Regions from separate parts of the Anser cygnoides genome. Here region 2 is linked to region 1. Evidence: chromatin contacts called from public Hi-C data. All regions are on one chromosome and are shown on one strand. The core of a region is the stretch at or near the end of the contact, and the rest is flanking DNA. Distances in the headings are between cores, read along the strand shown.

What was found. Hi-C and Micro-C count contacts between places; a contact is called where the count stands out from the background.
Region 2: a Hi-C map of liver shows a contact between it and region 1, with 6 times the contacts expected there. The contact joins two enhancer-like sites. A contact is called at or near these places in 2 of 7 Hi-C or Micro-C datasets (both in liver).

Annotation. Positions count from the first base shown.
Region 1 is chr1:211,574,580-211,581,518 of Taihu_goose_T2T_genome, reverse strand. The region is part of intron 1 of SLCO2B1 (solute carrier organic anion transporter family member 2B1); the gene reads left to right. Among named protein-coding and RNA genes, the nearest start is that of SLCO2B1, 6.2 kb to the left of the region's middle. Within about 2 kb of position 2,913, at least 2 of the 3 cell types and tissues checked have open chromatin away from gene starts, as enhancers often do. A contact at or near this core is called in liver, where this site is marked.
Region 2 is chr1:212,131,255-212,138,193 of Taihu_goose_T2T_genome, reverse strand. All of the region lies in intron 2 of STIM1 (stromal interaction molecule 1), which reads right to left. Among named protein-coding and RNA genes, the nearest start is that of STIM1, 30 kb to the right of the region's middle. Within about 2 kb of position 3,748, at least 2 of the 3 cell types and tissues checked have open chromatin away from gene starts, as enhancers often do. A contact at or near this core is called in liver, where this site is marked.

The DNA.
Region 1 (6,939 bases), core at 1,664-4,163:
CCTCTTCTGTGACATCCAGGGATCTCTGGGACCCTGCTTGGGCCAAAACAGGAGCCCAAATTCCCCTCTGCAGCTCCTGGCTCCCGGTTTGGTCCTGGTGCCTCCGTGGTGCTGGTCCATCCGCTCTTGCTGCAGTTTGGCAGCACGTCCTGGATTCATCCTGCACCTGCTGCATGTGCCACGTCCTGAGCCACCCACGGATCAAATACTTGGTGTCTTGAGCCTTTACCTCACTAAACGTGGACTTGAGGAGTGGCTGGGGAGCCTCATGACTCACCTTGGGACCCGTCATTAAGCTCCAGGCTTTGGAAAATGCTAATTTTGAAACTGAAATCATAGAATCACAGAATGTTAAGCAGCACCGGTCCCAACACCGACCCCTGAGGAACACCACTCGTTGCTGATCTCCACCTGGACATTGAGCTGCTGACCACAGCTTTTCGAGAGCAACCATCCAGCTGATGGAGCCGTGGTGTTACAATGCTGCAGAGCAGCATCAATGCAGGGAATTTCTGGCTTGAATCGTGATTCAAACAATGCAGTCCTACCTGTGATGGTGCTTGGCTCCTGACCAGCCACGAATGACCCACGGAGGAGATGAATTTGAGCTGAAAACCTGTGCCCTGGAGGCAGCCAAGCTGAGACGTGGCCGCATGCTGCTGTCGAGGCTGCTCTGGTGTGAGGAGCCCTCTCGGACCCTTCGGGCACGTCCAGGCACTCAAACCCAGGCTGAGCTTTTTTTCTCTTGGGCAATGCTCCCAGCACTTATGGAATCATGGAATCAGGTTCGGAAAGACCTTCAAGGTCACCAAGCCCAACCACCAAGCTGACCTACCGAGTCCCATCACCAAACCGTGCCCCTCAGTGCCACGTCCTCGTGTCTCTGAAATGCCCCCAGGGATGGGGACTCCACCACCTCCCTGGCCCAGTGCTCCACCACCCTCTCCTTGAAGAAATTCTCCCAAATGCTCAGTCCAAACCTCGCCTGGCACCACCTGGAACCAGAGGAGCTCTGCTTCTTGAGTTTGCCCAAAATATTATTTTTTTTTCCCCTTCCCTGGCTGGTTCTAGCACTCAGTTGCTGCACCGGGCTGGGGCTGCCCTCGCCACCAGCCCTGCCTTGCTCCAACCCTTGCTCCTCGTCCCATCATTGCCCCATGATATCACCCACAGCGTTTCCTCCTGGGTATTTATAAGCAGCTCCTCTCAGCCTGTCTTTTGCTGGCTAAGGACATTTCTCACTTCTCCTAAGCTCCACTCTCACTTCCCTGTTCTTGTCGTAGCAGCATTTCCCTGCTGATGAATCCCTCTGGCATGTGGGTGGCCGGTGCCATTCCCCCTAAGCCACTCTTACTGCAATCTCCCCAGAAGCTGGGTTTGCTTTGGTGGCTAATCCATGAGGAATGGGACCAGCTGGAAGGAGAAAGGAGCTTCTCTTGAACGGGCTAAGTCAGGGGGTAGGGAGCAAGTGAGCTGGCGTGTAGGTGCTCCTCGTGCAGCTCAGCATTGGGCTTCAAATCCACAACCAGTGATGGACACTTTGGGGTCACTTTTAGGAGTTATAGATAATACACAGCAGATGATATCTGGATTGCTCGTAGAAGACTGCTCCAGGGAACCCTTGCTCATGCTCATGCATATATGAGGTGTGAGGTTTTGCAGCATCTCCAGCTTTTTCTTCTGCAATAGCTTCCCCTTTGAAAAGCCGAGTTTTCTCATCGGAACTTGTCTGCATCTGGCAGATCCAGAGCCCCTCTGGATGCTGGCTTTTTCTCGCTTTCACGCATTTCCTCCAGATGCTCCTTGCAAATAGAAATAAATACTCAGCTCTTTAGAAGTAAATACTCAGCAAAACTCCAGCCTTTTTCTCGGTCTTTCCTTCTGCCCAAGCCTCAGAGAAGTCCAGGGCTTCAATCAGAAATATATAAATGGTTTAAAAAACCCAAATTAGGAAAACTCTGGCTTGGGATCACCTTCCTCCAGCCTGCTGTCGGCAGGTGTTTCTCTGCAGACTCGGGCACTGTGTTTGCAGAAGGAAAGGCAGCTCCCTGGTGGGAAAGGATTTTCACACCTCACTCCTTGTCTTTCCTCCTACCCTTGGGTCTCCAGCTGCTTGGAGGAGGGTGTGTTTCCTTGCTAAGCACACAGGAGGTGGTGTTAAAATAGAAAATCCCCAGCCAGGACACCAGACATCACCGTGCTGTGGCACATACCACATCTGTTTGTCTCCCTGTAAGGGACTGCAAAGCATCTTTGCTGTCTGGCACGATCCAGATGAGAGGATCGATTATTCAACATGCTGCCTAAAACCTTCCAGGGAACAAGTTAAACATGAAAAGCCTTGTGTGGTGGTTGCCTTGCGTGTCCTTGAGCTGATCTGCACTCACCCCGGTAAAACCGCCAGCACAAACAAATGCAGAGTTCACGTGGCTGGCGGTTGCAATAAGCAAGGGCAGGAGCTGCGGCGAGGCTCAACGAGGCTTCGGTTTTTGCACGGAGCAGGAGAGCTTGGGAAGCAGCAGGAGCGTGGTGGCAGCGGGGGGCTGCAGGGTCCTGACCCAGATGCTCCAGAGCCCTTGAAGATGAAACCCTGCGAGGGGCGGCTCTGATTGCACATGGCCTCATCGTTGATGTAATTTGCTGAGGTTGGAGATCTCAGCTGCAAGGCCTCCCCTCTCCTGCTGCAGCCTCTGCATTCCCTTCCCTCTGCTCTGCGGTGCCTTCCCCTCTCGCAGGTGATGGTTCCACCTCAGCCCACGCAATGGAAACTCTCTCGGTCCTGAGGTTGTGACGGTGGTGCTCACAACCACAAAAGTCTCGTGGGGACAGTCCCTGCCCTGCGCAGGGGTGATGTGCTGCCTCTGGCAAGCTGCGGGAATATCCGCATCCTCTCTGAGAAGCAGCCACCCATAACAGGCAGACCCCCCCTGCATCTTTTGGGGTGGCATGGAGGGTGCCACACTGCAGTCAGGACTTTTCTCCCTGGAGGTGGGGTGAGCACTCCCGTCTCCGTTTCGGTACGGCCAGGCGAGCTCCAAGCCCTTCCCCACGCCTTGCAGTGCTGGGGCAGGTGAGGAGCCTCCAAAAAGGCTCCAGCATCCCCTTGTCACAAACCTGGGGACCTGGGTGTCACCCTGTTCAGGTCAGAGGGGGATGGGGATGGGTCCTGGAACCTGCCTGGTCCCTCAGCACCCCTGGTCATGTCTCAGCTTTCAGCACAGATTTTCTGTTTGTTCTTCTAAATTCTGTACTTCTTAGTAACACGTTTCCTTTTATCTTTGATTCTGGGGTGCTCTCTGCCATGTGTCACCCCTGACACATCCCATTACAAGAATCACTGGGCTGGGCTGATCTCATTTTCACTTTCTTTTAGCTCGGTGGTGCAAGATGGATGCAGCTTTGGGGCGCAGCCACACATCCGTTTCCTCCCTCGGTCTTGTTCCAAGGAGGGGACGATGTGTACACAATGCCTTTTCCTCATGCTGTGTTATAAAACGTCTTCCCACCCACATTTTCTGAACCAGCTTCCCGTCTAACACAGGCACACTCACAAGCACACTGACACTGTTCCTGTTTTACCACTGCTGAGTGTAAATTGTCTAGAAATTCAGCAGTAAGAAGACAAATAACGGGATATTTGCTGGCATTTGGTCTCCCCGCTGGGCTTTAATTTGCTGTGTTGCATTTGCCGTTATTTACTGAAGCTCTGCCGAGCCCAGTGCATGCTGTCCCTCGTTCAGCTAACAAGAGCTGTGCCGCTATGAATAAAGGCATTAGGACAGGGTCATGTCCCCAGGAGCAGGACGTGACTGGGGTGTCACCGACCTTGTCCCCTGCTGTCACAGCCAGGATCATTGTGCAACTCCCAGAGAAATCAGTCGTGTTTGGGAGGTTTGGGGGTACTTCTGCTGCCCTGGTGTCAAAAAATGGTTGGTTTGGGGATAGAGGGAACATCTTAAGCCGTGCTGCAGAGGTCTATGAGATAACCTAAGGAAGCTCGGTACAGATGGGGCTTAATCCCCGACCACAGCCCCCTGCATCACAATGCTTGAGGTTGGAGGCACCTCTGGCTCCTTCTGGTCCAATGCCCTGCTCGAGGAGGGACAACCAGAGCCACGTTGGCTTTTGAAGATCTCCAAGGGGGAGACCCCAGCACGTCTCTGGGCAGGCTCCACAACCACTCTGCAGGTCTCTGGGGCTGGTGATGAGGTGTTGGGCAAGCAAGGCTGTAATTAATTGCAATTTTGTGGGTTCTGAGGACAAACCCTTCATTCAAAGCTGGAAGACTATCAGCTGATGGATCTGCCCATCAGACCTGCTCACACTTGCACCTCGCTGGTCTCCTGAACCCTGCTGCTGAGCATGGAAAGTCCCTGCATGCTTCATGGAAGGAGCAAATTTCTTGCGAGTCTACTTGCAGGCACATGAGGAAGCAATTTTCTGCTTCGTCAAGGCACAGCGCTGGTTTGAAGGTCTTCGTGTGAGGGCCAGCAACATCATCTGTGGTGATAGATCCTGCCACCTCTGCTGTCACCCTGGGTCCTTGCAGTGGTTTAATCTCCCTGGAAAATGAGTTTCACACTCCCGTGATTTGGGGGAGAAAAGGGGAAATGTGCCACTGAGAGCTCCAACGGAGAAGCCTTTGGTACAATAAATATCTCACTGGGCTGAGATAGCAGCTCTGCAGTGTGCTGGGGGTGCAAACGTGTGCAGGGGCTGTGCATGAGAGCAGCTGCAGGCACAGGCACGGCTCCTTCAGACAGCCTCCAGACAGCATCCCCTGCTCGCAAACAGCATTACGTGACACTCATTAAGCTCACCATATAAACATAGCTTGTTGTGCAAACACAGCTCAGGATAACTAATTGAGATAGGTGGGATGGCTGTGTTTGTAAACGGTGCTGGTGTTCTGCATGCACAGCATCTGCCAGAGCCTCCTCCAGCAGACCCGGGGCTGTTTCTTTCATTGCAATGCTGCGGACATGGCACGGGTGCTTGCAAAAAGGCCTTGCAAAATGCTTTTCTGGAAAGGCTCTTACTCACCCCCAGCAGCTGCAAGAGGCACCGGAGCCGTCCCTGCTCCCATCACCATGAAAACCAAGCACAGTGGCTGCAGGCAGGCTGGGGGCCCAAGGCACTGTATAGAGGGAGGTGGTATCTGTTCCCTGGCTTGTTCTTGGGGAAACTGAGTCTTACAGATTGGAGCAGCTTGCTGGGAGCTGGTCCCGGTCCTGTGCCATGGCTGCTCTGGGAGAGCCTTTGAGTCAGCCCCTGCAAAATCACGGGGTGGCACTCTGAGATTTGTTATTTCTCACCATTTCCCATCACGTTACCCATGCATGCTCCTGTGCAGAAGCCCATGGTTACATGTGTAGGGCTACCAGGAGCAGGGCTGCAATAACAATTCCTGGCTGTGCATCCTCTTCCTGGCCCCTGGAGGGTGCTCAGGCTGGCTGAAGACCAGATAGAAGCGAGTCCCCACCACCCAAACCCTGCTAGGTTTTGCCCTTTTTGCTTTCCCCTCTCCTCACTCTGACGTGGGTTTGTCTTCCGGTGTTTGCTGTCCCTTCCCTGCTCCCTTCCCTGCCACCCCCACCTGCAGGATCGTAGCACGCTGCTATCAGCAGTTTGGGTTTTTCAGTTGTCTTATCTGCCTTCATCTTTGGACTGGTTGTTGCCCTTTGTAGATAAAAAGGTTTTTTTCTGTTTCATTTTATTCTTAAAGAGTCGTTATTGGTAAACAGTTTCTAAATGCAATAGCTTTCTCTCATTTTGAACTGCTGGAAAACTTTGCAGCATTTCAGGCCTCCTTCCCCTTGGGGGTCTCAGTGGCTCACCGTGTTTAATAGGCAGCACACACTGCAAGGGAATAGGGAAATGCAAGTAGGACACCTTGCTGAAGGTGAGATGAAGGTGTGTATGGTGGGACAGAGTCAGACTTGGCTGTGCATCCGCCAAAATACTTCTACAGACCACAGGATCCCCTCTTTGCACGTAGATCTGAGTGTATCTTTGGTGATGTGGACTTGCAAAGACATTGAGGTAGCCAGGGAAAGAAGGGCATTAAGCCTATGGTGGTTAACAGCTCCGTGACCGTGCCCATTGCCAGAAATCTGGGCTCATCTTTGCCACCCTGGCACCCTGTTTCATCCTGCTGTGTCGCCCTTGATCTTTCGGGAGGTTCCAGCAGCAAACTCAGAGGCTGTAAATAATTCATCACGGTGCTGCTCCGTGAGACAGGCAATATCGGACGCCGAGGTCCGGAGACAGGCGGGTGCTTTTGCTCCTGCACTGCTTAACTCTCCAGGGGTTCGGGGGAGCTTTTCACGGATGCTTTAATTTATGATCAGATTTACTTTATTGATCCCATCCTGTATTTCGCTGTAGCAATATCTTGTCTCTTGAGATGGGGCTGAGGGCAGAGATTGCTTTTTGCAGAGGATGCCAAGAAGCTTGTAAGTCAGAGGCATGCAGGTCCCGCTCTTGAATTTACCTCTCCTGTGCAGTGCATTTGAGGGCTGTATAAGCACTACAATTAAGACAGCTTCTTCTTGCTCAAATTTACATCGACCAGTACATTTGTTAATTTGTCTGAGGTTATGATACCTGCTCCTTTGCTTCTCATGTCAGGGAAAATAGAATTATACAAAAATAATAATGTAAAGCCTTTCACCCTGTTTGCTGCAGAGCTTGCAGATGCCACTCTCACTGAGATGGAAACATCTATTAGGTTGTACTGAACAACAAGCCCAAGCCTAATGGGTTTAACATGCCTGCAAACAATGCAGCTTCCTGAGCAGGAAGTCTGGGTACTAAAAACCCCACAAAGACATCGACCTGCAGCACATCACTCACTCCAAAGAGTGGGGAGGGTGGTGCTGGGTGTAGGAACTGGTCCGAAAGGAGGGAGGTCAGCGGCGTAGGGAGTGGGCGATGGAT
Region 2 (6,939 bases), core at 2,499-4,998, 560 kb before region 1:
AATTGTTGAAAACTAAGAAAGAACTAAAAAGTTTTTAAGAGAGATTTCTGTAAGGAATCAGGAGCCACGAAGCCTGAGGGAAAATGGATACTCCCTGATGGGAGAGAAATGCTGAATAAAGCACCAAGGAGGCAAATATGATGTTTTACATCAAGAGAGTCATTGGGAGATGCAAGCAATGTGTGATGTTGTGCTAAGAAAGTATGTCTGTGTAGGAATATACACTTTAGTGAAGCAAATATGCAGAGGATGTACCATATGTCAAAAAGCAAATAAAAAGGTCATTTGTAACTAACCTAGAGGGGGACGGGAGCCAGGGATTCGACCTTTACAAAGTATACAGGTAGACTTTACTGAGTTACGTAAAGGAGGGAGATTTAAGTACTTGTTTGTCCTAATTGGCCACGTGACTGGATGGGTGTAAGCTTTCCCCTCTTATCTGCCACTGCAAACACGGTGGCTAAGGTATCACCGGAGCAAATAGTCCCTAGATATGGGATAGCTGAAAACATTGATTCAGATCAAGGAAATAATTTCACTTCACAAGTACTGCAAGGGTTAATGCAGGCCTTAGAGATTGAGTGGGCTTTTCACACCCCCTGGCACCCCTCCTCTTCTGGGAAGGCAAAGCGAATGAACCAGACATTAAAGAAGCAATTAACTAAATTAGTGTTAAAAACCCAACTTCCTTGGGTAAAATGTTTACTTTTAGCACTCCTCCAGGTTCAAACAGCACCAAGAAACAATATAGGAATTTCACCGTATGAGATGCTGTTCGGATTACCCTGTCTGGGCAGAAGGGATGAGATACCACAATTCGAAACAAGAGAGTTTTCTTAAGAACTGTGTTCTGGGGTTGTCCTCTTCTTTGTCATTTCTCAGGACCCGTGGGAAATTGGGTCCTGATTCAGACCTGGAAAGGATCAACTCCGGCCCGAATGGGAAGGACACTTCCAAGTACTACTAACCACTGAAACAGCCATAGGAACTGCGGAAAAAGGTTGGACTCACTATACTCGAGTGAAGGCATCCATCGACCCTAGTACCTGGGAAGCTGTTCCTACAGAAGACTTGTTGGAAGCTGAAATCGAAGAGAAAAATCTCATAGTGGACTCTGAGCGGGATAAGAGCTTGCGATTGTAAACTAACCTTTTATTTTCACAGGTAACTAATGAGTGTGACTTGTGATTGAGAGAAAGGACTGGCCTATAGTGAATTGAAGTGTTCCCAAGGGGGGTTTGTTATGGTAGTAGTGTATATCTTATTCTTTGTATTGATAATTATTTGGAAACCTAAGGTTTAAAAATAATGACAGGGAAAAATCAATTATTAATTTTGTTTTTAGTGATTATAGGCCTCAGAGAAAGCCTTGGTCAATTGGCAACTTGGAAAAGGCATGACCAGATAATAGTAAGATGGGATACCCCATAAAAATATGGGTGAATGTGACAGAGGGTTATGTACCACAATCTGCCATGTTTGATGCTTGTGAGGTGTTAGCTTGTGGAGATTTAAATGCCCAACGACAATTGAGCAGAGGGAACAAATAACTGGTAGAGACCCAACAGCCAGATTGAGAATAGCTGTATGGAAACGATCCTCTATTGCCATCAGAGAAAGGGAGAAACTCAAGGAGAAAACAGGAGAGAAAACAGGAGGCCTTCTTTGAAATGCGGCAGTTCAAACATTTGAGATTGAAACAGGGTATGGGGATGTGAATGCCTGGATAGAATGGGTCAAATATACTGTCCAGAGTCTCAACCATAGCAATTGCTATGCTTGTGCCTCGGGATGACTGATTGCCCAGATAGTGCCCTGCCCACTGGGGTGGACCAAGGACTCCCGAGGGATGCGATGTATGATTGCATTGTACCAAGAAAAGACTGCCTGGGGAAATGAGGCCTGTAAGTCTCTCTCTTTACTATTCCCTTCCTCGCATGATAGCAATATCAGGGTTCCCCCTGTATTCTCCACAGCTATAGGTAACCATACAGCTTGCCTCTCACGGCAGGCTGTGAGTGCTACCTGGCATCTGGGAGAATTTGCCTTGTGCACGAGGACCTTGAATGCTACTGAGGACTTGATGGGAAACTGCTCCAGACTTGAGATCCCCAGGGCAGATCTCTGGTGGTACTATGGAGGGAAGATCTTACGGTCCACCCTACCATCTAACTGGGGAGGCACTTGTGCACTTGTTCAATTAGCTATACCCTTCACCCTGGCATTTGAAAGTGAAACATCACAGATACCCAGAAGAAGTAAAAGAGGCTTTGGAATATCATTTGATGATAGAGTATACATAGATTCTATAGGGGTGCCTAGAGGAGTTCCTGATGAACATAAAGCCAGGAATCAAATTGCTGCAGGGTTTGAGTCACTGTTCTGGTGGGTAACAATTAATAAAAATGTGGATTGGATTAATTATATCTATTATAATCAGCAGAGATTCATAAACTATACAAGAGATGCGATAAGAGGAATCGCTGAACAACTAGATGCCACCAGCAAAATGGCTTGGGAAAACAGAATAGCATTAGATATGATTCTTGCGGAGAAAGGTGGTGTGTGCGTGATGCTGGGCAACCGTTGTTGTACTTTTATCCCTAACAATACTGCCCCGGATGGCACAGTAACTAGAGCATTGCAAGGGCTTACCACCCTTGCCAATGAATTGGCAGAAAACTCAGGAGCAGACACTTCCATCACAGGATGGTTGGAATCTTGGTCTGGTAAATGGAAAGGGATGGTAGTGTCCATATTTACATCCTTGATTGTAGTAGCAGGAGTTTTGACAGCCATTGGTTGTTGCATTATCCCCTGTGTAAGGGGACTTGTCCAGCGGTTAATTGAAACTGCACTTTTGAAACAAATGACCATGGATCCACCACCCTACTCAGATAAGATGATGATATTAGAGGAAATGGAAAGCAAAGAAAGGGAAGAAGAGGAAGACATCTACCAAATTACATCTTAGAGAAAAAAATTTTGCAAAAATCAACAAATTATAAAAAGAGAAAAGGGGGAATTGTGGGAAAAGAAATGTTGTTTTTGCAGTGTTACATTGTATAGAAGGAAGGAATGTGGTATTGAGATATGCTTACAGTGATAAGAAAGCTCAGCAGGTGACCTCTTAAAATGCAGACAACCAGACTCCTTAGAGCAATCAGGTGAAAATCACTATGTTAAGTCAAGCCAGATAAGGGGAGAAAACATTACCATCTCAAAAACAGGCCGGCAACTGAAGGCCAGGCATTGTCTGTGAAGCATCAGATAGATTGTGAACCTGGATTACCCACTCCAGTGGGGAAACAGGGGAGGGTCCTATCATCAAAAAGTATATAAACTGTGTTTTGGAACTAGTAGGTGCGCTCTCCTGCTTGTGGGGCGCCCGCCATTGCAATCGCGAATAAATTACTACTTCACTGAGATCCTCGCCTGAGCCTAAGTTATTGGCTACGGAGTGTTTCTCACAACTACTAAATTATTCACGTTCTCTTGCTGCTGTAAAACTTATCATCACCTCTAAAACAGTGCCGTCTGGAACAGATATTTAAATATTCACTGAAGCCATCGAGCTTTCCACTTTACGTTTACACGAAGCACTGCAAACAGCTTCTGCAGCACAGATCCCTGCTGCCTCACCTGAGCCCGAGTAATCCAACCCACAATTCTTAGCAGAAAACCTTCAAACATTAAGTATTAGCAGGCGTTCAAAGATTTGCTTTTTTCTTTAATTAAACAGCTTGCACAATGCAAGAAAACCTGTACCTAACTCAAACTAAATAGTCTAGAAAAAATGCAAACACAACCAGAGATTAAACCATTTGATCTTTGACCCACTTTTAAAGAAAGCAACAACGCCCTTGGGTGTCTCTGCAAAGAGGTCCACCCAAAAATGTTAGCACAGCACCTATTAATAGCATTCAGAGAAAGACACCGGGCAGAAATCACGAGAAACCTGCTTCCTCCCTGCTGAGGGCAGCGCCTCCAGGGCCGGGTCCTGGAGAATGCCCCGACCTCCGAGGACCTCCGTGGTAAAACCACGCGCTGAAGCATGCAGGAGAAAGCTCTTGGTGATCACCAAGGCCGCCAGCACTACGGACACCTTCACGGCACCAGCACCAGCTTAGGGTCAGGCACAGGAAGGCACTGAACAGCAAAGTGACATTGCTGTACAGCTGCTAGCTCTTACTCAATTAAAAAGTCAACATTTCTTCCACAAACGGGCTTCTATCCTTGGCACAAGCTCAGCATTTATTTACTACAATTAATTCCTTCATCACTCATGGCAATTAGGCTTCTCCATCTTCTCCACACAGCAGCTGATTGGTTTAATATCAGCAAAGCTTCGTCCCAGTTCTTCCAAACATCCTCGTTCTTCCCTGCAACCGGCAGCAAAGCCATTTGAACCGCCGCTTCCAGCCAATGTCCTCCAGCACGAACCTCCCACCCCACTCCTCTTCAAACGTTCTGCTCTTTCCGGCCCCTTAAAAAACAGCAACCCCCTTCCAAAAAAAAAAAGAAGAAAAAGAAAGAAATGCAACGAGAGAAACCAAACCCACCAAAGAAAACTTATTTCTCCTTGTGGTGGGAAGCCCAACACCGACGTTATCCTGTGCCTCAGCCCCCATCTACCTCTCCTCGCGGCGCCCACACCTCCTTCCTCGCACGTTGTCTCAACACACGACCTACTCTGCTCGCGGTAAGATGTCAGGTTTCCCTTCCACAGCGCCGACAGAGTATTTGGGTACGACCCTGCCTTCCCCAGTGCTCTCAGACCTCTCCAGACCAAATCCCAGCACCCTCGCAGGGGTGCTGTGGTCAACAACGACCGATCTCAAGCATTACCTTCCTGAGAAATGTTTGTTCATTTTCTTCAGCCCCGAGGACCGCGTAGGATTTCTGTTGGGCTGATACCAAAAGGTTCTTTAACACAAGCCTGCAAATCAAAGTGCTTCTGCTTAGAACCTGCTAGAAAACAGCAAGTCAGGTCATTCTGCAAGGTGATCAGCCAAAGGCTGGGTAAAGTTCTTCTGAGCTTAAATGGCCGGAGGTTGGGTTACTTCATAATAATGAACTGCATAATTAACTGCTGAGGCATTCCTTCCCTTTTGTGCTGATTGAAATCAAATAATTAAAACTGCTGCAAACGGTGAGGGCCCTTTGCACGTGGTTTTAGGGAAGCCGCTCACTAGCTACAGCCAGCCGTGCCTTCACAACTGATGTTCCTCAGAAGCAAGTTCACTGGAGGCAGGCAAAGCTTCATCAACTATTTCAGACCTCCTAATATTGTTGGTAATTCGAAAACTGGAACAATTCAGCCAACTCTAGATAGAAATAACTGATAGCTACTGGTGCTGCAAGTACCAACACCAGAAAGCACCAGCCATTTGCGAAATAAAAGCCTCTCCACCTCCTCCTTCGCGTTAACCCGTGGCGATATGGCTGCAAGGGGCTCGGCAGCACCCGCACTTCATCCAAATAACAACAGCAGCATTTTTTTTTCGTTTTTTTAATTTTTTTGCTGTTTTGCAAACTAGCTCAGCTGAAGGGGAGACACCTAACATTGGAGCCAAGTAGTTAAAAAGACACGTTTCTCCTCTGACAGGCAGGAACGAGCAGCGGTAACCGTGGCAAAGGGCTGGAAAAGGAAGACCCGGGGCTGGCTGCCCTGCCCTGCGCGCGCCCCGCAGGCGGCAGGGGCCGAAGCAGCCCGGCCGTGCGGGAGGGCCGTGGCCGGCAGGAGCTGTGAGCGAGGGAAGGACACCGACACCACCACGCTGCGGTCACCGCGGCACATCACGAGCACCCTCTTCAACACGGGAACAGCAGCCCGGTAATTTGTCGTTGCTTTAATCGGGAATCACCTTTTACATAGCTCCTGTGGCCGAAGCGTACACCAAACACGCTGGATGAGGCCCTGAGCAGCCCTGTCTGACCTGACCCTAGAGCGGCTTTGAGCAGGAGGCTGGATCACCGACTGCTTTGGGTTGGAAGGGGCTCTAAAGCCCCCCCAGCCCCCCCCTGCCACGGGCAGGGCCCCCTGCTCCCTGCCCAGGGGACTTGGGCTTGGGCACTGCCAGGGAATGGCTGGAGGGCATGAATTTGCCCATGACCCTGAACTTGCCCATGATCCCATGCCGTGCTGATTTCTGCAAGCACCTTCTGTCCACGTTCCTGCAGAAGCCCGACCTGCCAACAAACGCTCCCCCAGGAGGGGCTCTCCGGCGGGCAGCAGCCTTGCCTGGCTCCCAAGGCTCGCGGCCGGCACTGCGCCGGGAGGGCTCCCACGTCCCCGGTGGGCGAACGAACGGCGCAGAGCGTGCGCTCACCGGGAACGCGCGGCGCTGGGAGCCCACGTCCGCCCCCGCTCCCCGCGCCCACCCTGGTCACAGGCGGCCACGGACACCTCCGTCGGAAAGAGCTCGCACGCAGTGCGAGCCGGCTCTGCACTGTCGTCCCATTCATCGCCCCAGAAGAGCTCTCACGGCTCTTGCGGCTTCCTGCCCGAATTGCTTCATCCTCCGGGCCGGCAGCGAGAGCTCCTCGGGTCAGCAGCAGCAGCGCCGGGAGCGGGGCCGCACCATCGCCGCACGGAAGCGAGATTTAATCAAGGAAGTGATCAAATGTTTTCTCTAAGGGTTGCAAATTATGAAAGAAAATATGGCACCATACGCAGTGCTGTTCCCTTTTCTAGACTCTGCTTTGTGGCACAAATGTAAGGTGACTTTTTTTGTACATACAAGCATTTTTATGAACACAAGTTATGCTTTCCCCATACCTTTTGACCGATTTCTATTAAAAAAGCTTGGTAACTTCCGTCTCTCCAGAGCCACAAGAACAAAAACCAACACACCACGCAGATTTTTCCTCTAGAGACCCAGCCCAAGGGATGCATTCCAGGATCGAAAAAAAAAAAGGGGGTGATTCCTAAAATAT